4 separate regions of the Mus musculus genome follow, and all the other regions are linked to region 1. Evidence: chromatin contacts called from public Hi-C and HiChIP or PLAC-seq data. All regions are on one chromosome and are shown on one strand. The core of a region is the stretch at or near the end of the contact, and the rest is flanking DNA. Distances in the headings are between cores, read along the strand shown. Region 1 overlaps Gm36535 (a long non-coding RNA gene). Region 2 has its middle 73 kb from the start of Gm36794. Region 3 has its middle 40 kb from the start of C130026L21Rik. Region 4 has its middle 22 kb from the start of Gm36386.

The links. Hi-C and Micro-C count contacts between places; a contact is called where the count stands out from the background. HiChIP or PLAC-seq counts read pairs in DNA pulled down with a chosen protein or histone mark.
Region 2: an H3K27ac HiChIP or PLAC-seq map of heart atrium shows a contact between it and region 1, with 6 read pairs. The contact joins two enhancer-like sites. A contact is called at or near these places in 2 of 484 Hi-C or Micro-C datasets (nephron progenitors and ventricular fibroblasts), 2 of 115 datasets of contacts at active chromatin or transcription factors (fibro-adipogenic progenitors and heart atrium) and 1 of 9 other capture datasets (embryonic stem cells).
Region 3: an H3K27ac HiChIP or PLAC-seq map of the NIH/3T3 cell line shows a contact between it and region 1, with 3 times the contacts expected there. The contact joins two enhancer-like sites. A contact is called at or near these places in 3 of 484 Hi-C or Micro-C datasets (adipose-derived mesenchymal stem cells, embryonic fibroblasts and psoas muscle) and 2 of 115 datasets of contacts at active chromatin or transcription factors (the NIH/3T3 cell line and craniofacial prominence).
Region 4: a Hi-C map of uterus shows a contact between it and region 1. The contact joins two enhancer-like sites. A contact is called at or near these places in 3 of 484 Hi-C or Micro-C datasets (nephron progenitors and uterus) and 2 of 115 datasets of contacts at active chromatin or transcription factors (craniofacial prominence and heart atrium).

The regions. Positions count from the first base shown.
Region 1 is chr5:111,796,684-111,803,404 of GRCm38.p6, forward strand. Gm36535 (a long non-coding RNA gene) reads left to right here. Exons shown (of 2, transcript XR_003955955.1): 2 at 4,188-6,721. Among named protein-coding and RNA genes, the nearest start is that of Gm36535, 6.7 kb to the left of the region's middle. Within about 2 kb of position 3,513, at least 175 of the 459 cell types and tissues checked have an H3K27ac peak or open chromatin away from gene starts, as enhancers often do. A contact at or near this core is called in the NIH/3T3 cell line, adipose-derived mesenchymal stem cells, embryonic fibroblasts and 2 more, where this site is marked.
Region 2 is chr5:112,016,458-112,023,178 of GRCm38.p6, forward strand. No RefSeq gene overlaps it. Among named protein-coding and RNA genes, the nearest start is that of Gm36794, 73 kb to the left of the region's middle. Within about 2 kb of position 2,659, at least 12 of the 459 cell types and tissues checked have an H3K27ac peak or open chromatin away from gene starts, as enhancers often do. A contact at or near this core is called in heart atrium, where this site is marked.
Region 3 is chr5:111,617,923-111,624,643 of GRCm38.p6, forward strand. No RefSeq gene overlaps it. Among named protein-coding and RNA genes, the nearest start is that of C130026L21Rik, 40 kb to the left of the region's middle. Within about 2 kb of position 2,314, at least 59 of the 459 cell types and tissues checked have an H3K27ac peak or open chromatin away from gene starts, as enhancers often do. A contact at or near this core is called in the NIH/3T3 cell line, adipose-derived mesenchymal stem cells and embryonic fibroblasts, where this site is marked.
Region 4 is chr5:111,637,785-111,644,505 of GRCm38.p6, forward strand. No RefSeq gene overlaps it. Among named protein-coding and RNA genes, the nearest start is that of Gm36386, 22 kb to the right of the region's middle. Within about 2 kb of position 2,642, at least 13 of the 459 cell types and tissues checked have an H3K27ac peak or open chromatin away from gene starts, as enhancers often do. A contact at or near this core is called in uterus, where this site is marked.

The DNA of each region.
Region 1 (6,721 bases), core at 2,263-4,762:
GGCTGTTAGGGGAAGGGGTGCGAGTCTCCTCAACCTCCCTGGGCCTCAGTGGCTTCATTTCTTCCAATGGTGGTGTTAACAGGACCACTCACACCAGACTGTGGGAGTCAGCTGGAAAGATCACTTCTGAGCCTCCGATGGGCTCCTGCAACCCACCTCTGGTGGCTCTGGAGTCCTACACACCTTGTGTCTTCCCCTGACAGTCTCCCCCCATGACTGCCTGGCCACACTTTTTCATCCCTGGACATTAGCTGCTTGTCGTGCTAAGCTGGTCTCCTCCTCTAGCCATTCAATCTGTGGTTTTTCAAATGAGTCCTCATGTCCTTTGAGCCTTTCTCTGTAAAGTTAACTTTTTCATTCCTTCCCCTTAAGGGGACCTGCTTACAGAAGTGAAAGTGCTGGTGACTCACCAGGCGTCCATGATGGGTGTGCTACTAGGCTCTGGGTAGCCTGTTGCACAGTAATTATACTTCATTCTTTCTACACCTTTATTCGAATGTCAGGGATATTGTCTTGACTTGCAAGATTTTGTTTCCCCCACTATGGGTTAATTCCACGAGGGCCGGCTATACCCATCCTCACAGCCTGTTACAAGGATCAGTGAATATCTCAGGTCAGGTCAGTGTGGCCTCTGGAGCTGGGGTTTGTAGCCTGATCCATCTCCCTAGAGGATCAGGATGCCTGTCCACTCCGTCCCTGGCTTTCTGCACTGAGTTCTCCCTGCACAGAGGCTTCTGCTGGCCTATACCTGGCTGCCTGGCAGAGGTTGGTGCTACTTAAGAGGCATCTGGAAGAGGAAGAGCTCTGTGACTGTTCTCTGTTAGCATGTAGAATTAAAAAAAACTAACCAACCAACTAATCAAACAAACAAAGCAAAAAAAAAAAAAAAAAAAAAAAAGTAAAAGCTTCAATCTACTGTAGGGCCAGAAACTGTAGGGCCGAAACTGCACAGTTTGGACAGCTAGGGTGTTGTCAAATGAGTCAGGACAGTTCTGTCTCAACCATCCCCAACCCAGACTCATCTCTTCACAAACTCCAAACAGGTTGTTATTTATTTATCTGTGTTTACATTAATTCATTATCCCATTCCTTTAAGTTGTTAATCCAGTTATCTATCTATCTATCTATCTATCTATCTATCTATCTATCCATCTATCTATATCCATCCATTCATCTATCCACCCACCCACCCATCCACTCACCCACCTATCCATCCATCCATCCATCCATCCATCCATCCATCCATCCACCCATTCATCTACCTATTCTATCTATCTATCTATCTATCTATCTATCTATCTATCCTATCCTATCCATCTATCTATATCCATCCATTCCATCTATCCACCCACCCACCCATCCACTCACCCACCTATCCATCCACCTATCCATCCACCCATCCATCCATCCATCCATCCATCTACCTATTCTATCTATCTATCTATCTATCTATCTATCTATCTATCTATCCATCCATCCACCCACCCACCCACCCACCCACCCATCCATCTATCGATCTATCTATAACCTGTCTACCCACCTATTACCTATTTATCATCTATTTATGTGTTTATCTGTTGATCATCTATGTGTTTATCAGTCGATCGTCTATCATCTATCTATCTATCTATCTATCTATCTATCTATCTATCTATCCATCCATCTATCTCTATCATCTACCTATGTATTTGCCTATCAATCTATCAACCTATCAATCATCTATCTATGTATCTATCAACATACCATCTATTTATCTAATCTATCATAATGTATCTATTTATCTATTATCTATCTATGAATCCCTCTATCAATCTGTCATCTATCTAATCTATCATCTATCTACCATCTCTTCACCTATTATCTAGCTATCTATCCATCTATCCATTTGTCTGTGTCCACTCATCCATCCATCCATCCATCCACTCCAGAACAAGCCTGTCCTGTCTTCTGGTTCCCAGGGAATCCTGCTGTGTGTTCTCACGTGGCTCACTGTTTCTCTGAACTCCAATTCTCTCAGTATAGGTGAAGCTTGGAAACACTTCTACACACCAGGGCAGCGTGAATGTCTGTTAAAGACTGGCCGATATGTTATATCTCTAGACAGATAGTGTGAGTCTAAGTCTGAATCAGTAGAGGAAGGGGACCAGGACTCTGCCTTGCACCCACAGAAGATTCCAAAGTTTCTTTCCTCCAACATAGTGGGTTCCTGGTTCTAGTGGCTTGGAAGGTGGTGGGGTATCCTCCCCATGATGGACACATTTATACTGTGCCTTCCCACCGACCCCGGGGCTTCCCCAGCGGGCGTCACCTCCTACTTACACCCATGGATGGTCCTTATGGGTCCTTATACTTTGTTCTTCTCCATGTCCCAGCACCAGCACTCTCAGGGATGGGCTAGCACAGGGATATTCAACTAGGCCCCCAGACTGGCCCCTCTGATCTAATCCAAACCAAACCAGGAGAGCAAAACCCTTAGAGGCTGCACAGCCACGGCAGAGCCCTCGTATGGAGCTGCAGGCCTTTGGCCAGGCGCTCTGCCTTCCTTGCCTCCGATCATTCTGAGCCCTGAGAATGCTCTAGAGATGCCTTGGCTGTGCAGAACCTTTTGTAAATTGTCTCATTCCTAAGAGCCCTTCCTTCCTCAAGAGAGGGAGACAGGGGGAGAAAGGCAGAGGGAGAGAAGTGAGAGAAGAAAAGGAAGGAAGGGGTTTTTATCTGCAGCTTGAGCCTCTCCTTAGGATCAGAGTTTTGTGCACTGTTTGAATAAGGTCCACAGTTGAAGGTCACTAGCCATGCCTCTCCTGTGATGAGAGCCTGGCTTGGGAACCCAGTTCTGGCCTGTAACTCAGAGAAACCAGCTTTAAAAGCACGAGTCCAGGGTGGGATGCCTCCAGAGTATTGGCTGGAGGGACCCACTCAGGGACCCTCTCTCGGCAGAGGCAGCCTAGAGGGAGGAGAAGAGCAACAAGCCAGAGAAAGAGGCCAGGCTGGGGCTGGGACAGAGAGTCCTGAATCCCATCTCCAGGTGACTCAGTGCCTGCTTTTGACCTTGGCATTGACCTCAAGAGCCTTCTGCCAGCCTAGGATGTGCGTAGGAAGGTCTCCACACCCAGCTTTGGCTGGCCGCCTTCGGGCCAGGTCACCCGAGGCCAGGCTTGCCTCATCTCGGATTCTTTTCCTTCTCCACGCTGCTCTGTCCTGGCTGCTTTGCTCACTGCAAGTCAGCACCCGTCTGCCTTGGACTGGGTCATATTACAACCACAGCCGGGGCCCGGGGACCCAACCACGGTGTGCCAGAGCAGGTGGCTCGCCTGGGACCCTGAAGTGCACACAGCAAGGTCCACGTTCCTGAGTTTTGTACAAAATCGTCCACAGACTTTAGAATCCACCAGGACGCAGGAGTCAAGACAGCTGGCCTAATGCGACTTGAGCAGAGAAGCCCAGCCCTGCTCAAGACAGCCAGCCACAGGAAGTGACTGAGCCCAGGGCCTAGGCCAAGAGCCTTGGCAGGCCAGCTCTGCAGCCTGGGGAGTCACTGGGCTCCTCAAGTTACAGGAGCTGTTGTCATGGATACCAGTGGTTTTATGGTCTAGCAAGTGGAAACACAGGACACCCAGTTCCATTTGAGCGTCAGATCAACAGTGTAAGTCAACCCCTGGCCGTGCTTGGGAGACACTGATCCTAAGGGTCATTCTTTTCTTTTCTGGATTCTCACATACCAGGGTCCCTGGTGTTTGACCCATCAAACGATGGCCTCATTATTCTTGAAGGAAACCCCTTGAATGGAAGCATCCTCTCCCCTGTGATGTGCAGAGTCCCCAGATGTCAGGAACTCAGAGATCATTTCTCCTAGACTGTGAATGTTAGGTACCCAATACAGATGTCAGCAGTGTCTGTGATGTTGATAACAATTAATAACACTTGACACGGATGTTAGTGCTCATTCGCAGAGCGTCCGCTGTGCTCCAGACACACCCTTTGCTCAACTCTGTCACGTCTTCACTCAGGGACCCTGCGCATGGTGGCTGCATCCTGTCATCATGAACCAGGTTGTTCACAGGGCTCATTCGAGATAGATGCTACAGAGTGTGTGTCCCCCAACTGCCATGGTGGGGCGCTGTGCTGAGTGGCTTGTGAGGGTCACCTCATAAAGTGTCGACTGTTCTGTACACGGAAGTTATTCCTAGGTCATCGGGAGGTCTCTACTTTGAAAGTGGGGAAACTGAGTCTCAAGCTCGGGGACATCAATAGTCAGGAAGCTCAGATCCACAGAGAGAAGCTGGCTTCTGCCCGAGTTCCATACTCCTCTAGGCTTCTCCATCGGCCACATGGTAAGTTGGATCGAGGGTAGACAAGCTGGAGCTGTGCATGTCCCCAGCTGTGCCTAAGGGACCCTACTTCCCCTGAGAACAAAGCTATCACCAAGCCTGTCTCTGCTGCAGTTCATGTCCCAGCTGTGGCTCAGGGTCCCCCAATTCCCCTGCTACAGTGCATGTCCCAGCTGTGCCTCAGGGACCCCATGTTCCCTGCTGCAGTGCATGTCCCTAGATGTGCCTCAGGGTCCCCATGTCCCCTGCTGCAGTGTGTGTCCCCAGCTGTGTCTCAGGGTTCCCCCAATTCTCCTGCTGTAGTACATGTTCCCAGCTGTGTCTCATGGACCCCAGTTCCTCTGAGAACAGCATTATCACCAAGCCTGTCTCAGATGGGGTTGAGGTTTCCTCTGCACACAATAAAGGCCCTGGGACAAATGCTTTCCAGCGCCGATGGCTGGTGCAGTAGTGAGGAAGCTTAAAGGGCAGGGCTCTAGAGAGCTTAGAATAGTTTGTTTTTTTTTTTCATTGCTGTGAAGAAATATCCTACAAGAGCCATCAGAAGGAGAAGGGTTTTATTCTGTCCCCGATTGAGGACATCATGCCCATCAGGAAAGACAAGGCATGAGAAAGCAGACCACACATGGCATCCACAGTCACAAATGCTGGTACTCAGTTCAATTTCTTCTTTGTATCCAGGCCTGGATCCTAGCCCAGGGATGGTGGTTTTCACATTTAGAGTGTATCTCCCATCTCAGTTAACCTAACCTTAGAAATTCCGTCACAGACAGGCCCAGAGGTCTGACTCCTAGGTGATGCTGGAGACTGTCCATTCAACAACATTACCATTTTGGGGGCTGGAGAGATGGCTCAGTGGTTAAGAGCACTGACTACTCTTCCGAAGGTCCTGAGTTCAAATCCCGACAACAACATGATGGCTCACAACCATCCGTAATGAGATCTGATGCCCTCTTCTGGGGTGTCTGTAGACAGCTACAGTGTACTTACATATAATAAACAAACAAACAAACAAATGTATCTTTTAAAACAAACAAAAACACCATTACCATTTTAACCAACAGAGAGGGTTCTGTGACTTCCAGAGCTCTGTGACCTTGAACACACTCCCCAGCCCCTTGGCCCCACATCTTCTATCTCTGGAATGGGAATGATGTCAGTCTATAGGAGTATCTGAAGTCACTGTTGGGGCAGAGCTACAGAGAAGGATCTGGTGTGGGTGGCTTCTTTTCAAGGTGAATTCAGGATGCTGGAATCCAGGGCAGTGAGCGGCAGGAAATAAAGACCTGGTCCCTATGTTCAGGAACAGATGACTATGGCAGACACGGGGAGCTTGGTCCTGCTGGGAACCCCAGGGAGCAGATCAGGGTCCACACTGGGCTGCTCTCAGCCAGGTGCATGGCACCAGATGGTCATTCCCTCTTCTCCAGTCTCCTTCTGAAATGATGCCTCACAGATTGGGTGTGTCTGACCCTGAGAACCAAAGGGAGTCCTGGACAACGAGAGTAGACAGAGGTGGATCTCAGAAGTCAAGTAGGCACAGATACAACCCTAGTCACAGCTACACACATCTCTTGAAAATCCCCCTCAAGTTGAAAAATACCCTACTACTAAAACACGAACAGTGACCATAGCTATATCTTGGCATCTTCAGGAATAAATGAATGGCAACCCAGGATGAAAACCTAGGGGCTTGATCTCACTCAGAGGCTTCAAGGCTAGTGCTATCTTGTGATGTCCAACTGCTCAGAGAAGTACCCCATCCCCCATATCTCCCTGTGCTCCAAGGAGGGAAAGCTTTCTGCATTCTAAGGGAAGCTTGAAACCCTGCAGAGACAGTGCGCACAAAGCATCCCCAGAGCTTCTGCGACAGACAAGCCCTGGGTTCTCTGATTTAATATCATTCTACACTGCGGAGAAATGTGGGGCGAGAGGCCAGTGGTGGGGGGGCATCCAGGCTAAATGGCTGAGTCAATAGTGTATCTATCACCCATGAGGAAGAAACAGAAATGCCATAGAGGGAATGGCCTTTGAGGGAACCTCCCAGTGTCTGGGGTTTTATCTGACTTGTCTCTTATGTCCCTAACTTAGCCATTAAAGGGTGCCTGTAATTCTATTTTTAAGACGAGGAAAGCAAAGACTCAAGAGAAAAACAACAACTTGCCCAGGGCCACATAACAAGGAACCGGCAAAGTCAGAATGAAGGACAGAGTCCATGCTAGCACTAAGAGAGAGGCTACCAGCTCTCTACAGCATGCCACTAGGCCTCAATACTCATGGGGTATGGGGGCCTCGCTGAGGTCACTTCATGGCCTAGTGTCCTTTTCCCCTGGCCTCAGGAGCCATGTGGCTTCAGTGGAGTACCTGGACTTGGTGCCTTCATCTGTAAGGCA
Region 2 (6,721 bases), core at 1,409-3,908, 220 kb after region 1:
TGTATCCAAGTAACTTCCTCAACTCGTGAAGGGAGAGTGCTGGGCTGTTCCTTGGGAGGAAAAAAACAAAAAGAACAATTCACTCATGGTTATAATAACAGATGAGCTGAATTTTAACACACCTGTCAGCCCAGCGCTGTCAGCCCAGCGCTGAGGCAGGAGGATCTCAAGTCCAAGACTACCCCGTCTCACATAGGAAAACCTTATTTAACTTTAAGGATTTCAAATGTCATGAACCACACATAGGCAGGGCTAGCACATGGGTAGGGTAAGAAAGGAAGGTGGACTATAAATTTAAAATAAATTTACCCAAAGTCAGTGTCCTCATGTTCCAATCCTGCTTGGCTGGGACCAACATTTGTCCCCTTAACTTTGGAGGACAGTTGCTTACTTGTGGGGCCCGTGCTAGAAGTCGAGACAAGTCAGAAGCCAGCACAAAGCACAGGCCTGGGACCCAGAAGCTCAGGGAAGGAGCAAGTGTCTTTCAGAGGAGACTCTGGAGCTGGGTCTCTGGAGCATTTTGTATTAACTTGAAAAAGCTGAGAGGTTATGCAAATCAGCCTGTTGACCCAGAATATTCCTAGTGAAAGCATTGTGCATAAAGTTCCCCTCTGCACACATGGGGGGAAAAATCTCCTTGGTTGCCAATTGTGGGCTTGTTGGTGCTTGGCTTCTGTCACAGTGAAGGGGTCCCATGCAGGTAAAAACCCAGCTGACCTGCCATGCTCCCACCTTGGTGATAATGGACTGAGCCTCTGAACCTGTAAGCCAGCCTCAATTAAATGTTGTCCCTTTAAGAACTGGCTTGGTCACAGTGTCTGTTCACAGCAGTAAAACCCTAATTAAGACGCTTAGGGAGAGTGGGATGGGAACAGGAATTCCAGTTCTGATGAGATTTTCTTGACTATCAAACTTCCCTGCCTGGGTCTCATCAGACCCAAGATGGCAGACCTGGAAATCTCCAGGCACCTTCCCCAGGCTTCGCCTGCCATCACTCAGCCCGGTGATGCTTGTTGATTCAAATGCTCTACATGGAGCAGATGAATGGAGATCTGCCCTATAGCAGATCCTGCCACGAACTTTGCCATAACAGACGTGCAGGTTTACACACCGGCATACTGATTCACACATGTGTGCAGGCCGTCAAACACACTTGTACACATATGTGCATGTGTATATTTGAAGTCTGTAGAACTGACTTTCTAAAAATGTCCACAGTAGGCATGGCATGAGGGTAGATGGGAACATAGAAAGAGCAGTCTTCCCTGTGGGTGTTCATCGAGGCAAACAGCTCCTGTGCCTGGAACCCAGCCCCTCTTGTGGCTTTTTGAAAGTTCTCTTGGCTGAGTGGTCAGAGATTACAGCTGAGAGGAATAGGCTGTCTGACATATACTGGGTCATCCACTGTCTGATGCTAAAATCCATCCCCTTGGGAAGACGTAAGGCAATGTCTACCACTTCTCTCAAGGTCTCAATGACAGACTGAAGCAAGATCCCACCAACGTTCACTCTGGGGAACTCCCTTAAAGGATCCTGAATAGATTTATGCCAAATTGACACAGGCTAGAGTCATCTGACAGGAAGGGCCCTCAACTGAGAAATGCCTCCATAAGATCAGGCTGTAGGTAAGCCTGCAGAGCATTTTCTCGGTTATTCATTGGCATGGGATCCACCCATTGTAGGTGGGGCCACCTTTGGGCAGGTGGTCCTGCGTGCTATCAGAAAGGAGACTGAGTAAGCTTGTAAGCATGCATTCTTCCACGGCCTCTGCATCAGCTTCTGTTTCTAAGTTCCTGCCCTGAGTTCTCTCAGTGTTGAACAGTGATGTGGACGTATGAGCTGAATAAATCCTCTCCTCACCAAGTCATTTTTGGCTATGTATTTCACCAGAGCAGTAGAAACAGTGAGAAATTGGTTCCAGGATTGTGGGATTTTGTGACAGACCTGACCATTGTGTTTTGGGAAGATTGGGGAAGGACTTTAGAACTTTGGGTTGGAAAAACCATTGAGTGTTTGAGGCTTGGTGAACAGTTCTGTGGGAGCTTGGAAGATAAAGAGTGTTGAGAGAGAGAGAAGCAGACAATGGAGCCCTGGATTGTGATGTTTTAGACTCTATGGGGGCTATTTGATATTTTGAGATTCAGCAGTTCTGGTGAGCTGGGGCTGAAGCATCAGCTATGGTTAACAAGAGACCAAAACTACTGAAGTGAAACCTTTGTGTTCCTGGGACAATTGATGCTGGTCATCTGGAGGTGAGAAATTAGCAGTGATTAAGAGGTGACCAGCATCACTGAGGATCATAAGTCTGGGAATGTCTCCTCTGTGTCAGCTCATGGAGCTGTGATTCAGAGAGGGCCAAGGCTGCATCTCACACTGGCAGTTGGACATAGCAATGAGTAAAAGTCACCCAGATGATACTAGTTTTGAAGGAATGGAAGCATTGTGGAAAGCAACTGATGCTTGGCACTGTGAGAGGCCACTGGCAAAGGTCCAGCCTCCATGGCTGTTGAAGCCCAGGATGGAAAGGGTCGGGGGACTTGACACCATAGAGGAGAGCCCAGGAGAGGTTGTTGGTGAAAGTGCAGCCCAGTGGTAACAGTGGCTCCAGCATTTTTGAGATGCCAGTCACACGGGGCGACTGCCAAGGACAGCAGTCATGAAGCCAGCCTGAGCCTATGCGACAAGCTGTTTGTGCTGCAGAGGGCAGAGCCAGAGAAGTGACACAGGCATTGTGGAGGAGCTCAGAAAATCACGAGTGAATCCCAGATATTGACACTGTGTTACTTAAACCGTTGGAGTCTGGTATTACTTTGTTCCGGTTGTGATTGTGCTCTGGCTCTTTCCTCCTGAAGTAACAAAGTATTTAACTATTTTCCCCCCAGGAGCCCACAGTTGAGAGATTTCTGAACGGTTGAGACTTTTTAGAGAGACTCTTAATATTTTAAAAATACTTTGGACTTTTAAATGTATGATTTTTTTTAACGGCTACAGGACTTTTAAAAGTTAGATGTTTTGTAGTGTAGTGTTGGTATTAATGCGTGATCTCTGGGATAAACAAAAATGGAAAGGTTATGACTTAGCAGTGCGTTGAACTGACAAGGGCTCAATTGTGCTGGCTAGCTTTACCATCAACTTGACACAAGCTACATTCATCTGAGAAGAGGGAACCCCAATTGAGAAAATGCCCTCATGAGATTAGGTTGTAAGAAAGCCATAGGGCATTTTCTTAGTGATTGACGTGGAAGGGCCCCACCCATTGTGGGTGGAGCCATCCTTGGGTTGCTGATCCTGGGTTCTATAAGAAAGCAAGCTGAGCAAGCCATGGTGAGCAAGGCAGCAAGCAGCACCCCTCCATGACCTCTGCATCAGCTCCTGCCTCCGGGTCCTGCCCTTGAGTTCCTGTCCTGACTTCCTTCAGTGAAGAACAATGAGATAGAAACATAAGCCAACTAACACTTCTCTCCCCTAAGACACGGAGCTTAGGTGAGGGGGTTTCTGACTGGCCACACCTAGAAAACCAACAGATAAGGGCTTCCTCCATATCTGTGTAGATGGAGTACCTGCTCTAGTCTATCCTGGCCTCTGTATATTCCATGCCCTCTGAGCCACAGGCAGTGATGACAGGTGCTGGGGCAGTGTCTGGATATCCAGCCTCTACTCTGAGCTTCAATTGAGGAAGTGTGTTCCCCAGTTCTGGTGGGGTGACCTTCTGCACATGGCCACAGAACTCCCAATGCAGACTGCTTGGCTCTGAAGAGCATCACTCATAATGTTCTCTTCCTCTCCAAAGCCCACCAGGACTTCAAGAGTCCCCGCCTGAACCTATCCTTCTAAGCCAGCATGTCTCAGTGCCTTTTATATAGTATTGGGTGATGAACACATTGACCCCATCACTTGTTCCATATCTGCAAACCATGGAAGAAGCTACAGAACACAAGGGGGCTGACACCTCAACTCCCAGCACCACTATTTTGTGGGCTGTTTTTTGTTTTGTTTTGTTTTGTTTTGTTTTCATAAATAGGGGATAACAACATGACCTTGCCCTTAGGATAAAGTTCTGAGATTCTAGAGTATGCTTGAAGCAGCAACAATTTTGAACTTAGGTGACCTTGGGCTAGGTAGGTATTTCTTCCTCCTCCTCCTCCTCCTCCTCCTCCTCCTCCTCCTCCTCCTCCTCCTCCTCCTCCTCCTCTTCCTCCTCCTCCTCCTCACTGAGTGCAGAGGGCTTGCTGCATGCATGGGCCTTGTTAAGCCGGGTTATGCCCTCCCCTTGGGGACCCAGAGTTCTAGACTGTGGAACTTGGGTCCAGCACTGCTCCCCACTTGAAGATGTTGATTTTACTAGGTGACTTCGTTTAGATTGAAACCCCACCCCAACTCTCTGCCCTGTCCATGGACCCCAGGGAGCTCAGAGCTCAGAGCTAAGTCTCCCCTGCACTGGGGCTGGCTAGAGAGCACCATGCCCCAGCCAACCAATGTCATGTCTGGATCTGTGAGCAGCCATCTGTCCCCCACCCTGGCTCCTGTTGACTGTCCCAGGTCAGAGCAGAGTGTCTGCAATAATGGGCTATTAATCGCTAATCTCCACCACATGTGACAGTTGCCAGGAAGGGAACAGGTTGTCCACATAACTCCTCTCAATGGCCCCTGGCACTGCCAGGCTCTGCAGCTCAAGCTCAAAGGGAATAGCTGCTCAAGTGGGGGCTCTGATCTACCCAGAGAAGCCCTTGGGTTTTGACGGGACTGGGAACACTGCCACCTGGCAAGCCTGGCCTGGGAGCTTCTGATGTCATACAAGCATGTGGGGCTCAGTAGGGACTGTGGGCAGGATGCACTGTGTCCTCAAAGAGGGTTTAGCATGGCGACTGAGGTCAACTGCACATCCTGAGGCACAGGAAGGATGCAGGACTTTCTCAAGAGTGGAGACAGCTCACCTCTGGGCTTCTCTGTATCATGTGCTCTTGGGAGCTGTGTGTGAACCATGGTTGTGATTCTACTTGATTTTTCTATTGGGGTTAAGTCTCAAGCCAAATTCAAGCCAAGACTCAAACTAGGTGCTGGGGAGCAGGAATAGAGCAGTCAGTAGTCGGCCCCCAGGAGATCAGTCCCAGAAGGTCACCTCCTGAAGCTGTGCCTGACAGCTAGGAGGCCTGGCAGGGTCCTTTGAACTCCCAGAGGCTGGTAGCTTGTGGCATCTACAGGCAAGCAGCAGAACTTGGGACTTGACATCCAAGAATGTGACTTGGGCTACCAGAAGCAGCAGGCCTTCCTCTACCTTAATGATTCATTTATAAAATTCAAGTGTGCACATGCACATGTGTGCACACATGTAGGCCAAAGGTCACGTCAGTTGCCTTTCTCAGTTGTCCTTCACCTTATGTTTTGAGACAAGGTCTCTCATTGAACTTGGAGCTCACATATGTGGCTGCTGGGATCTGAACTCTGGTCCTCAAATTTATGCAGCAAGTGCTCCACTCCCAGCCCCTCATTCTTAACAACTCTTAAACACAGTCTCTCCTCACCATCCCCACAGTCTTTCCCTTCTCCACTTCCTCTTCCCTCCCTCCTCTCCCTCTCTTCCTTCCATTCTCCCCTCTCTTCCTCCCATTCTCCCCTCTGTCCCTCTCCTCCTCCCCTCCATCCTTTTCCCCTCCCTCCCTCCTCCCCCTTCCCTCTCTCTTCCTCCCCCTCCCTCCCTCTCCCTCCTCTCCCTTCCCCCTCCCCCTCTTCCTTCCTCCCTCCCTCTTCCCCTCCTCCTCTCCCTCCTCATTCCTCCCCTCCATCCTCCCCTCCATCCTCCCCCCTCTTCCTCTTTCTTCCTCCCCTCCTCCCCCTTCCTCCCCTCCCCCTCCTCCCCTCTCTCCCTCCCTCCCTCTCTTTCTTTCCTACTCTCTCTCTTTTTTTTCTATTTTTTATTAGGTATTTAGCTCATTAACATTTCCAATGCTATACCAAAAGTCCCCCATACCCACCCACCCCCACTTCCCTACCCACCCACTCCCCCTTTTTGGCCCTGGCATTCCCCTGTACTGGGGCATATAAAGTTTGCGTGTTCAATGGGCCTCTCTTTCCAGTGATGGCCGACTAGGCCATCTTTTGATACATATGCAGCTAGAGTCAAGAGCTCCGGGGTACTGGTTAGTTCTTAATGTTGTTCCACCTATAGGGTTGCAGATCCCTTTAGCTCCTTGGGTACTTTCTCTAGCTCCTCCATTGGGAGCCCTGTGATCCATCCATTAGCTGACTGTGAGCATCCACTTCTGTGTTTGCTAAGCCCCGGCATAGTCTCACAAGAGACAGCTACATCTGGGTCCTTTCAATAAAATCTTGCTAGTGTATGCAATGGTGTCAGCGTTTGGAAGCTGATTATGGGGTGGATCCCTGGATATGGCAGTCTCAAGATGGTCCATCCTTTCATCTCAGCTCCAAACTTTGTCTCTGTAACTCCTTCCATGGGTGTTTTGTTCCCACTTCTAAGGAGGGGCATAGTGTCCACACTTCAGTCTTCATTTTTCTTGAGTTTCATGTGTTTAGCAAATTGTATCTTATATCTTGGGTATCCTAGGTTTTGGGCTAATATCCACTTATCAGTGAGTACATATTGTGTGAGTTCCTTTGTGAATATGTTACCTCACTCAGGATGATGCCCTCCAGGTCCATCCATTTGCCTAGGAATTTCATAAATTCATTCTTTTTAATAGCTGAGTAGTACTCCATTGTG
Region 3 (6,721 bases), core at 1,064-3,563, 180 kb before region 1:
ATTTCCTGTCTGTAAGATGAGAATCCTCTTTCCCTGGACGTCCATGGTTCAAGCCTGCTTAGGTCAATGGTGTCAGGTGACACACTTTCTACACAAGGTGAGTCTGTCCTCCTTGGGCTATGAGCAGCTCATCAAGAAGCAGGCCCAGTAGCCTTTGCCCTTTGGCATTAGGGGTCACTTAAATGCTTCTCCCCGGAACCCCAATGCTGAGCTCCTCCCAGAGTCCTTAACTTACTTGGCCGTTGGAGTGGATAGAACAGGAAGATGGCCTTCCATCTCACAGAGCTTGCAGGAATCTGACTGGGCTACAAAGCTCACCTGCTTAAACAATTCAGTGCCCACAGGTGTAGTGGAGTTAAGTGGGGCCACCATGCCCAGCCATGCCATCTCAGTGCTAATTGGCATCTCTCCCACAGGCATGACTGATCCTTCTGGACATTTTCCGTGCTCACATACATGCCCGAGTGGTTAGGCTTCTCTTCCCAGAGCCCCATGTGCTCACATGGTCTCAGCCTCCACTCCCTTCCCTGCTTCCATGGCTCCTTGTATCCCAGCAGCAGGTGACTTCTGTAGAAAAGGACAAGAATGTCCTTAGAGCCACCATCTTTCTCCCCACGAGCACTGCCCAGCACTGAGGTGGAGTCACACTGGGGTGAGCAAGCCCATTACCCAACTTGGCTGAAATAAGTTAAATATTTCCTTGGGACATCGTGGGTCTCCCAGATGTGGTTGTTAGCCTGGCTTACCCTCCCTCATCCAAGCTGAGGGCTTGTGGCCGTCAGGTGAAGCATCAGAGAGGCAGAGAGTTCACAGTGTGTACTTTTCTGGCCTGACCTACAGACCCAGCTCATTCCACCCACAGGGTTCCACAGGATCAGGGCTGCTGCAGCCAGCACCCTGGACATGATTCTTACAGCATGTGTGACTTCCACTGTTTCAGACAAGTGTGTGTGTGTGGGTGGGTGGGGGTGTTAGTCATGGACCCCATGTCCCTGCACCCTGTTCCCAGCAAAGCACCATGGTCCACAGGTGGATGGACTTTCTAGACCACGCTCAGTGAGCGAGGCCCATGTGGCACCTCAGCCACATGGGTTTGAGAGAACCCATTGTTCTGCCCACTGCTAACGACAGGCCTGGTGGTTGAGCTGTTTCCTTGTGGTCATTTGGTAGGCACAACGCAGGACCTTATTAGAGTCTGTTTCATCATGGGGTTTTTGTTTATAGGGTTGGAATTCTCAGACAACTCCAGCTTCATCTACTTGCTTGAGAGAGAGAGAGAGAGAGAGAGAGAAAGAGAGAGAGAGAGGTGAGACAGAGACACGCTGGAGCAAGATGATGGAACAGGTCTGAGACTCAGAGATGAGGAAGAATTCGGAGCACGCATATAAAGAGGATTCTGAGAGCTTCAGAGGTGGAGAGACTCACAAAGGAGGGCGAGGAAGGAGGAGGAAGTGAGGGGAGAGCAGAAGGAAGGGGAGGAAGGAGAGGAACAAGGAAAAGGAAGGAAGGAAGGAGAGGAAAAGAGGGGGAGGGGAAGGACAAGGAGGGAGAAAGAAGAGGAGGAGAGAGGAGGGAGAGGAAGGGGAGAGGAAAAGGGAGAAGAGAGGGAGGAGGGAGGAGGAGGGAAAAGAAGGAGAAGAAGGGGAGAGGAGGAGGGGGTGAGAAGGGAGAGGAGCAGGGAAAAGGAAGGAAGGAGGGAGAGAAAGAGAGGAGGATGGAAAGGAAGGAGGAAGCAGAGAAAAGGAAGATGGAGGAGGGAGAAAGAAGAGGAGGAGGGAGGAGGAAGAGAGGAGAAGGGGAAGGAAGGAGGGAGGGGAGAACGAAGAGAAAGAGGGAGAAGAAGGGGAAGGGAGGAGGGAGAAAGGTGAGAAAGGAGAGAAGGGAAAAGGAGGGAAGGACGGAGAAGAAAAGGGAGGTGAAAGAGGAGGAGGGAAGAGGGAGAGGAGGATGGAAAAGGGAAGGAGAGAGGAAGAGCAAGAAGAAGAGAGGGGAGGTGGGAGGGCAGGAGGGGGAGGGAGTGTGGGCACATGTGGCTATCCTTCTAATACCCCGTGGATCTCTTCAGTTAGGATCATGGCCTTCCTTTTCTCCTTCAGCGGCTGCAGCCAGGGATGGGCCGGTTTGGACCTCTCAGCTTAGCTCTGTGGCCAGACAGCCTGGCTGGTCTGTTTGAAAGGCCTTTCGTGCCTCCTCCCCATATCTTGGGGCTCTTGGCTCCGAACTTACCCCTTCCAGCCAAGGAAGAGATGTGTGTGGTGTGCAGCCCAGGCTCTGGGCCCCAAGGACAGACGTCAGGAAATAGCTGAGCTATGATGCGGCTCCCCTCCGATCTCATTTCCATAATGCTTGGGAAGAAAAAAAAAGTGTGGGGCTGCTGAGGCGGGCTAGGGCGTGTGGATTTGTTTGTTTTCTCAGGAATCAATCCTGTTCCCAAAGATGTTGCCTAGAGGCCCGAAGAGCCCCCATTTTCTGATGATTATATGTGCTGCATGTCAACATGGCCTGTGTGGCTGTGAGTGTGCACCTGTGGGGTGTGTGCTCAGTAAGTCAATCAACAAACAGAATCCTGGGTGCTCATTACTCATTCCTGTGGCTCATGTTCCCTTTTTTTTATACTCTCTCAGGAAAGAGGGAGTCAGCCTAGATGCCTCTCTATCCAGGAAGCCCTCCAGGAAGGACAGTGCTGCCTTCTCCACACTGTGTAGATGGCCCTTGTGAAATCCTTTCTCCTCCCTGGTTCACAGGTCAAATGGTTTTAACATTTTTATCTGCCCTTGACCACAGATGCTGCCCCCTGCTGGGACACTCTGGGCTCAGGGCACCTGCCTAATTTTCACCCCTGTACGCCACTGATTTATTTTTAATCTGTGAACATTTTACACGCCCTTGCGATGTCATCATGTGACTACAAGTACTGGCCAATGCAGGTCTAATTTTAGATAGCTGCTGTCCTGGGGACTCCTCCAGGAATCCAGGCTGTTGTCTGCGTGTTAGGTAAGGCAGGCTGTTCTGGGGAGCACTGCAGTGCTCCCGGGAGGATTCTCACTAAACCCGTTCAACATTAGCATCTCTAGTGCCTTTATCCTGACAGGTCTGGCATGAAGTAAGCATTTCAGGTCATTTGGTTTACTTGTCGGTCACGGTCACAAGCATTGAATACTCACTATGCTCTGGGCACTGAGGGTATGATGGGGGCGGGGAGGAGCTACCGAAGCCTGCCGAGGACCAATGCTCTGCTGTCCCCCAAGTCAGTCAGGACAGCCTTGGCTTAGTCTGCCCAGAGCTCTGCTGTGTCCACACAAGAAGTTGCCGAGTCTCTGGGTTTCCTATGGCACCTGAGGAAGGGCTCTAGGAAGGAAGCTGTGTCTAAAAGAGAGGAAGGCACTTCTTCATGAAGGGAAGATGACAGGCCAGAAGGGCAGCCACAGCACTCAGCCTCTTTTCCGTGTCACCTGTTTTGGGCTGCTGTCCCCATCCCAGCATTAAGCACCAAGTCCTTGTCTGAAGGAATCTGCATTGGTGAATGGGAGGCAGGAAGTATTGGAAATACTTTTGAAGTCACTGCAGCAAAGCTGAACCCTGGGCAGCTGGGGTCTGACTCCTACCTCCCACTTGGCATCTAAGGCATCCAGCTGTGACCAAGGTGATTGAGCTCTTTTACACAGCTCATTCCCTGCCCTGCCCTAAGGCTCCCTGCCCAGAAGCCCTCATCAAGGGTAGAGAAGAGCAGAGAGAAGCCCACGGGACTTACAGGCTGTAACCCTGAAATGCCAGCATAACCAAGAGGGTGGGTGTCACTGGCCATACCGTTGTTCCACGTGGGAGCACCGCCATGGTAGAACATGGGTTGATGGGGATGCAGAAGATGTCAGGGGAAAACCCAGAGCCCAGGCTGACCACATAGCTCAGTCCAGCCTGCTGTGTCGGGATCTTCCAGGGATCTGTGACTCAGTTTCCCTGAGTATCACTGAAGCAGAGTACAAGGAATGTTGTTTTATGGTTGGTGAGCCTCTTCCCCTTGGGGGCCCATCAGATCCCCTGTCCCAAGATGAGGTGTGGATGACCAGGAAGAGGCATGTGTGGGACTGTGCCATGGCCCAGCAGAGGCTGGGTAAGTGGTGTGGTTTCCACCATGAGGCCACCAAGCATGACAGGAGCCATGTCTACGAGGGAGTTCCAGAGTCAATTAACTGAGATGGGAAGACCCACTCTGAATGTGGCAGTCAGTCAGTGTCCCAATGGCAGGGAGAGACCTGAGCCTCACACAGAGGAGAAAATGAGTTTGGATTATCATCCATCTCTCCCCTCCTCCCTCCCTCCTTCCCCCTCCCCCCCCCTCTCTGCTTCCTTCTACCCGTGGATATAGTGTATCCTTTGCCTACCTGTGGATACATTGTAACCTTTGCCTCCTGTTCTTGGGCTGTGGCCTTCCTGACAGGCTGGGAGCCAAAGCAGACCTTTTCTTCCCAAGACTGCATTTGTCACAGCTATGAAAAAGCTAATGGAGAAGTGGCAACAGAGTAACTGTTACCCTGACTCAAATTCCTGAGAGTACCACCCGAGGGCGGGAAGAGCAGGTTCAACCCAGTTTCCGGGGCTCAGCATGGGGAGGATATGGTAAATGCTGACACACTCACAGCTGGGAGAGAGTGAGACAGAGAGGAGCAGGCATGGAGACAACCTCCAGAGGCCTGCCCACTATGGTGTGCATCCCTTAGAGGCCCTGCCTCCCGAAGTCTCCACAACTCCCAAAATAGAGTTGTCTTCTGGGAACTACGCCACTTGGAAAAGGAGAACCCATGAGGGACAGTTCATATTCAGACACCAACACAGGGCATCCAAGAGGAGCAAGCTGAACAGAGGGAGGGAAGAGACAGTCATTTAGACCTGACAGACCTGAGCTGCTGGAGCAAGCCTTGCTAGGTAGCAGTTGATTCTGTATCCTTCAACAGGTAATCTCTTTGTTGAGGATATTAGGCTGGGGAGTAGGGTTGTGGCAGAGTTCTTCAGGCTGGTTTGGAACACATAGTCCTTCTGCCTTGGCCTCCCAAGCTTTGGGTGACATCCTGGCATGCTTCCTCATGACTGAGTTCTAGGTTTCTTGGGGGTATGACTTACTGACACTTGGCATTCTTTACCACAGTCTGTACCTGTTAAGAACATGTCTCGTCCCATGTCCCATCTACACTATAGCCAGAAGGCCACCCACTCCTCTTGTCCTTCTATTCCTTCTTGAGTTTTTGGCCAAGGCCAGTTTGAACTGAGTTATTTGTGAGGGGCCTTTTGCATGTTCCATTTCCCCCTGCCCCAACCATCTCTCCTCTAGAAATGAGCTTAAGGTTTTCATATGCTCAGGTACCCTGCCACAAATGACCCTCAGTCAGGTGTCCATGTCCATCTGGGCCTGGCCATTTCCAATATGGAACACTGGTCACCATAGCAATAGTGGTGGTTGCTACCAGCAGGGATTCTACCCTTTTAGGCAACCTTCTCACACTTGGGAAGGGGAACGGGTGTTGAGGAGACACGCCCAGATCTTTTTTGTTTTTTGGTTTTTTAAAGATTTATTTATTTTATATGTATGAGTGCACTGTAGCTGTCTTCAGACACACCAGAAGAGGGCATCAGATCCCATGACAGGTGGTTGTAAGCCACCACGTGGTTGTTGGGATATGAACTCAGGATCTTTGGAAGAGCAGTCAGTGCTCTTAACCACTGAGCCATCTCTCCAGCCCCACACCCAGATCTTGAGATCTGCATTTGATGGAAGGTCAGTGCCTTGCATCCACTGTCATTTAGGCAGCTGGGGGTCTGTACTTGGTCTGTCTGCCAAACCACTGGTTGTTAAAGGGAAAGGGTATCCTTGGGGACAGGAACCACCATGGTCAGATGCGGCCATCATGGAAGGACAGCTGTGAGGGGAACCTGGATTCGGATCCTGCCCTACTGTGTGTCAGGATAGTCACTTCCCGATTACTTCTCTTCTTAGTAGACACTTTCTGTGTGCCTTAATGTGCAATGCATGTAGGGAGCTCTCACTGCACGTGGGGGTTTATGGGTACAGAGTCCTGGCCTGGTGGCAAACTATAGGGCCATCCATAGTGCTCAGGCCTCTGGTTGTGTAACTGGGGAAACCAAGTCACAGAAGCACACTCTGTCACTGAAGGCTGCTCAGTGACAGCCTTTCAACAGTGACCCATGCTGACCCATTGAGTCACAAAGCTCTCTGGTACCTTCTGACCGTAATCCCTGCCCTGTGGACAGGGGAAATGAGGCCCTGCCCAGCCTTTTCCTCCCTCCATGACCTGAGGGTAGAGAACACCTTTGTTCCCCAAGAGGTGCTCTGTCCTTTTCCAGCTTTGGGCAAAGAGGCGAGCAGGCAGGCCTAGGTTTCTGGCACCCCCCATACTCCATACTCTGAAATGATTGCGTATTGGTTCCTGAGAGAAGCTTGTTCCCTGCCTCCAGGAGCTTCCTGTTTCCTGCCTAGACATTCCACTTCCTCCTTCCTTCTTGTGGCTCAGGACGAGGCTGGAGAGTAGAGAGGAGGAGACTCTTGCCTGGGAACCTGATGGGGGCCATCGCACAGACCTGTCATGGAGCAAGACAACTCCTACCTCAGGTCCTGGAATTCTCCAGCACCTCTGTGTTCCCACAAGGAGGTGGCCACACCCCAGAGCAGAGATGCCCTGCCAGGGCCACCTGGACTCCGTATTCCCTA
Region 4 (6,721 bases), core at 1,392-3,891, 160 kb before region 1:
GCTGGGTCAACAGGGTTGCTTCTAACAGCCTGCTTAGTCAGAGCTGGTGGCCCAGTGCTGCCTGGAGGACCACCCCAGAGCTCTCTTCCTAGAGAAACAGCCGGGCCCAGTGGGGCAGCATAGGGAGGTTCAGGTGATGATGGACAGAGACCCAGGGCCAGTGGCGGCTGCCATGAGGGACATTTGAGAAATCTGGATTTTATTCCCAAAGCAGTGGGAAGTCGTAGACACTGAGGAGCGGCTTCTGCCTTTAAAAATACAGCTCTGACTGCCACGCTAGAAGCAGACCACAGTGGAGGGCAGAGGTAAGGTGCCAAAATGAGCCAGGACAGGGGGTTGGTTGTAGTGACAGATGATGGGAGAAAGCAGCCGGCAATTATGTAGATTTCTTTCTTTTTTCTTTTCTTTTTTTCGAGACAGGGTTTCTCTGTGTAGTCCTGGCTGTCCTGGAACTCACTCTGTAGACCAGGTTGGCCTCGAACTCAGAAATCTGCCTGCCTCTGCCTCCCAAGTGCTAGGATTAAAGGTGTGCACCACCACTGCCGGGGGCAACTATGTAGATTTCAAAAGAAGGAGGGGAGACAGGGCTTCCCAGAGTGGACCTGGGAGGTGGTGACCATCTGTGGGAGGCAGAGTCAAGGTGAACCGAGTCTCCTGAGGGGAGCGTGACAATTGCCAGATTCTGGGCAGCCTGCTGCGGTTGGAAAGGAAGTGTCCCCAGAGGCTGCTGTCAAGGAGTCTGGGAATCACTTCAAATGACTCTAGAAGCTGTGGGGCCAGGCTGGGCTGGGCCAGTGCTGGTCTGGTCTGGCGCAGCAGGATTGGACAGGGGTGGTCCCAGGAAGAGGAGCTTCTCTTTCGAGCTGTTCTTGCTTACCCTTTCTTGTGACCTTCTGTCCCCTTCATTCCCGTGAGGTAACCATTGTATTTCCAGCCGTCCCTCCGTGCAGGCCACAGGCATTGAGATCTCTGAAACTGTGAGCCAGACAAGCCCTTCTTCCCTCCGGTTGCGCCTGTCTGATATTTTGCCAACAAGATGGAGGCCTCCTTAGAGCCATGGGAGCCCAGTCCTAGGTGGAACTCAAAACTTCAAAGATGTGAGCAGGACCCAGGGATGACAGGTACACCAGGTAGTGACTTCCACATGAGGGTTCAAGACCCCTGTCGATTGAGGAGGGATGGGCTCTGGACTCTGAGAGTGCCAAAATGGACCTCCAGAGGGTGCAATGTATAAACTATTTCTTGCCTATAAGACCAACCTCAGATAAGGAAGGCATAGAAAAGCCAGCAACCACAAAGCATGATTAATACAGAAAACCATGGTGTGTGGCTGTTATCAGAACTCCTGTATACACATATCAACATCCTCCCCTCCATGATCACCATCCTCCCCACTTGCTCCCCACACAGCTACTACCCTTCCCCCACTATCATCATCCCTGAATGATCAGCATCCTCCCCCAACCCATGGTGAGCACTCCCTCTGATGATCACCATCCTCCCCAAATGGTCATCATTATCATCATCATCCTCTGTTCCCCAAGCTTGAGGACCGATTTCCACTCCAGAACTCTTGGAGATCAGCTTTTTTTGTTTGGTGGTAGAGAGCTGCAACACGCCTCGGTCTGGGCTGGACTTTCCATCCTTCATGCGGTGCCTCCGCCCCCACTGTTGCCAACGCTTGAGTTTCTCCTTGGTTCTTAAGGACCGACCCTACTCCTATGCTCAGAGCCTCATGCTGTGTGGGTGGTTCGCGTCGCAGGTCGAGACCTAGGATGTTTCTAGGGCCGCAGAACAGTCTTGGGTGTTGTGGTGCCGTGTTTTCAGCATTTTTCACCGTGGGTTTTAAAAAGTAGGGTCCGGCGCGGGTGCAGGGGCGGAGGGGCGGAGGGGCGGAGGGGCGGAGGGACAGCCGGTGCTTTGGTAAACATGAAAAGAACTAGGAGGAGAGAGGCACAGAGGGGAAGAAACCTGGGAGGACTCGCTTGCTCTAGCAATGGAGATGCTCTGCAGAGGGGATGTGAGGGTGAAGGAAACAGGGCAGGGAGGAGATGGGGTCCTAGGAGCTGGGCGGGGCAGGGTCCCTGAGGCCTCTGCAGAGGCTCCCGCCCTCCCCCCCCCCTCCGCAGCCCCCGCGGTGGAGATGAATACCGCCTGCTCGGCTTGTCACGGAGGTTTGAAAAACATATTAATCACTTTAACAAATATTAGCTCAGAGCAGCAATAAACAGTCCAAGAACGCCCTCTCTGTGGCTGCGTTACAATGAAAAATATGCTAATAGGGATGCCTAATTGATTGTGTTTGAGAGACTTCAGTGAGCCAGAGCCTGGGTCTCCCCAGCCCAGGATGCCCAGCCTTACAGTTACCCTCTTGGAGGATAAGTGTCCTGGAAGCAAAGTGGTCGTCCCTGCGGGGTATCCCAGGGAGCTGGCACACCAGTCACAGCTCTGTGGGTCTCCTGTCACCTTGCAACTTGTGCTTCAAACTCAGGGTGGTAGCCCTCCTTCCTAGAAGGGGAACCTGAGGTTTCGAGGAGTGAAGGCTAGCTCAGGGTGTGTGGGTGGTCAAGCAGGGCCCATGTAGAACTTAGATCCAGGACCTGTGTGTGTGCTCACTGTCTTGAAATCAGAAGAGCCTGCCACAGAAGGTTCTGGAAAGCATTCGTTTACTGTGCTATTAATCTGTGGCCGCTTGTCGTACTAGGCTGGGGTAGGGGAACCGAAGAGCTCTGTGAGCTTCTTGTGGACTGCCACACAGGTCTCTCCTGACCGGTCTCTTCCTACCTTCCATCCAACAGTGTGGCCTCCACAGACTGCTGATTGCTGGGGGGTGGGGGGGGGGTGGAGGGGCTGAGACTAAGGGGCTTCTGATCCCACCTCCACCTTTAGCCCACAGAGCTGCAAGGCGTGATCCCTGGCTATCTTTCTTCTTTTCCTCCACCCTCTGCCTGGCCTAAGATCCAAACTCTAGTTCTTACAACGCACAGCACCTCTGTCAATCCTGGAGACACATGGCTGGGACCCTCTGTTAAGCTCCTGAGGTCCCTGCTTCCCCAGGGGACATTATGCAGCCCAGCTAAAATGATCTCTAGAGTCAGGCAGCACACACTTGGGTCCTCTAGGCCCTTCACATGAAAAGGGCAGGTTTGAAGCAAATACATTGTTTGTGCAAACCACTGTTCCCTTGTAAAGAATTCCGACTTTTAAACAATTAAGAAACACTTGGAGTCTTAGGAGACATCTGTGAGCCGGGTCCAGGCTACCCGATGATTGTTGGGGACCCTGTGTTCTTCCTGTCTTCTGCGTCCATTGCATATTCGTAAAGATGTTTTGTTTTTACACTTTCCTTTGGCAGATTTGCGGTTGAGGCAGGGAGCAGAGGTTGGAAACACTGAGCCAAAAGGCCACAGAGGATCCAGCAACAGCAGGAAGCAGCTACAAGCCTCAGGCCAGTGGGAGGGGGGTGTTGGGGGTGGGGGACAGACTGTCTCCTGCTGGTCCAGGCTGCTGGTTGCCAGGTGTGGGTGAGTCGGTCTCATGATGGGTGTATTTCTTTTGTGTGATTGCTTTTTGTTCTGTTTTGTTTTTGAGACAGGGTCTCATTGTACAGTACAGGCCAGTCTGGAACTTGTCACCCCCCTGCCTTAGTTTCCGAAGTGCTAAATGGCAGGTGCGTATTGTCACACGTGGCTGAAAGGTATAAACCATGTGTATGTTTACCCCTTGTGGGTAGATGTATATATGATGTGTCTACGCTTGCTCAACAGGTACGTATATATAATTTAGATATGTGTACACCTGGCTAATAGGTGCTTGTATATACTATATGTAAATGCCCAGCCAACATGTGCATGCATATATGACATGTATAACATATCATATGCCTATGCCTGGTGAGGTTGTGGTGTGTACACCAGGCTGATAGGTGCACATATATCACATATGATGTGCATATGCCAGGCCAACAAGTGCATGTATAATTTATGGTGTGTGTATATGTTCTTTGGGGATTTATTTTGTGTGTGTGTGTGTGTGTGTCTGGCCTGTATGTACATGTGTACCATGTGCATGCAGTTCTCGTGGGAGCCAGGAGGGGGCATCATACCCCCTGGAAACAGAGTTACAGATGGTTTGAGTCACCACCACGTGGGTGCTGGGAATGGAATGTGAGTCTTCTAGAAGAGCAGACAGTGCTCTTAACTGCCAAGCCTTTCATTTAGCCCTGAATACGTTTAATATTCTACATAGGCTGCACATTTCACTTGTGAGGGAACTAAGGATTGAGCTATTCCGTTGATGACATCTTGGGGACATGTGTGCCTTTTTCTATCACACAGAAAACCAGGGTTGCAGCTCCTATGTACCATGCAAACAGAGGGGCTGGAGAGATGATTCAGAGGTTAAGAGCAATGACTGCTCTTCTGAAGGTCCTGAGTTCAAATCCACATGGTGGCTCACAACCATCTGTAATGAGATCTGACGCCCTCTTCTGGTGTGTCTGAAGTCAGCTATAGTGTACTTACATATGATAAATAAATAAAACTTTGGGCTGGAATGAGCAGGGCCAGAGAGAGAAGAAAGAAGTGTCTGAAGATAGCTACAGTATACTTACATATAATAAATAAATAAATAAATAGATTTTTTTTTAAATGCAAACGGAGCCTGTTCCCATGTGCAAGCAAGGCCTGATTCCAGCATTGCCTGGAGCAGCAGAAGCTGGTGTCTTTCACATACTGGGAGAGTAAAACTTGTGTTGGGACCTTTCCTCTAGACCACTGAGAAAGACTGTGTGGGACAGACACGGACCCATTTCCCCAAGTGCAGGAGGGGAATCTTTGAGCTTGCCCCTTGTCCCTGAGAATGGAGTACACGTGAGGATATCATCAAAAACATATGGAGAAATCTGGGTGGAGGATGCTCAGTGGTAATCTCTCTATTGGGAGTCTTCTGCAGGAGGATTGCTGAAAGCTGAAATCTAGTTTGAGCCTCATAGTGAGTTCTGGGCCAGCCATGTTTTAGTGTGAAATCTCGTGAAGGGAACAGGCTGTGGAGGTGGCTCAGCAGGTGAGTACTTGCCACGTGAGCATGAGGGCCTGGGTTCAAATCCCCTGCATCCACATAAGAAGCTGATCCTGGCAGTACACACCTGCAAACCCCCAGGCCAAGGCAGCAGACACAGGCAGACTCCCTAGAGCTCCTTGGCCATCCAGGTGATCTAGTCAGGCTTTGACTGCTGTCAGGAAACACCATGACCAAAAGTAACTTGGAGAGGAAAGGGTTTATTTCATCTTACAACTCTTGAGTCACCTTCATTGCTGAGGGAAGCCAGGGCAGGAACTCAAAAAGGGCAGGAACCAGGATGCAGGAGCTGAAGCACAGGCCACGGAGGAACGTGGCTCACTGGCTTGCTCTCCATGGCTTGCTCAGTTTCCTTGCTCACACAACCCAGAGCCACCTGCCTAGGGATGACACCACCCACAGTGGACAAGATCCTTTAATACAAACATCAATCAAGACCATGTCCTGAAGACTTACATATGGGCCAATCCTAGGGAGGTAATTTGTCAACTGAATTTCCCTCTTCTCAAATAACCCTAGCTGTTTCAGGTTGACACAGGAGACCAGGCTAGCCCCATCAGTGAGCTCCAGGTTCTGTAAGAGACCTTGTTTCAAAAGGTGATTTCAAGACTGATGGGGGTGGGGGGCACCGAATGTGGACCTCCGTGCATACACATGCGTGCGTGTACACACACACACACACACACACACACACACACACACACACACAGAAGTATGAAGAACCTTCTGGAAGGACACATAGGCAGCATGGATTGACCGTGAAGTAAGGCTGGGATCCTTGAGGGGGGTTCTTTCTTCTTCAGCTCATTCGTGACCAGCTTGTAATCAAGGGTAAAACACCTGCCTAGAAGCTTAGAACCTGGCAAGCTTCTGTGTTTTCTGCCCCTCCTTGAAGCCTTGGATCTAAGTTGTATCCAAGACCACAGCTTCTTCCTGACCTCAGTGCCTTGTGCTGGTAGAGGCCCACAGCAAGGTTGGCTGCCATACCAAACATCGTGGGGGTGACAAAGTCCTGCCCGGGTACAGCCCATCAAAGCTTCCTAGCCTCCGGGCCACCTATCGGGACAAAACTCCCGGAGGAGAGATTTCCAGGCAGCTTCTGGGATCTCCGGCCACCGGAGTAGGGACCTCTGTGTCTTAAAGTCTCAGTTTTCTCATTTGGGAGAGGAGTGGCTGTGGTACTCAGCTGCCACGTGGGCTGTGGTGGGTTTCAATCAGCTATGATAGGCTGTGGTGGGCTGTGGTCGACTGTCTGGCTGTCATAGGTTGTGGTGGGTTGTGATAGGCTGTAATGGCTGCGATGGACTATATTGGACTGTGATTGGCCATGGTGAACTGTGGCGGGTTGTGGTGGGTTGTGATTGGCTATGGTGGGCTGTGGTGGGCTGGGATTGTCTGGGATTGTCTGGGATGGGCTGTGGTGGACTCCTGTGGACTGTGGTGGGCTGTGATAGACTGTGATTGGCTGTGGTGGGCTGGGATTGGCTGTGGTGAACTGTAGTGGGCTGTTGTGGGATATGGTGGACTGTGATAGTCTGGGATTGGCTGTGATGGGTTATGGTGGGCTGCTATTGGATGTGGTGGGCTGTGATGAGCTGTGGTGAGCTGTGATTGGCTGTGGTGGACTGTGATTAGCTGTGGT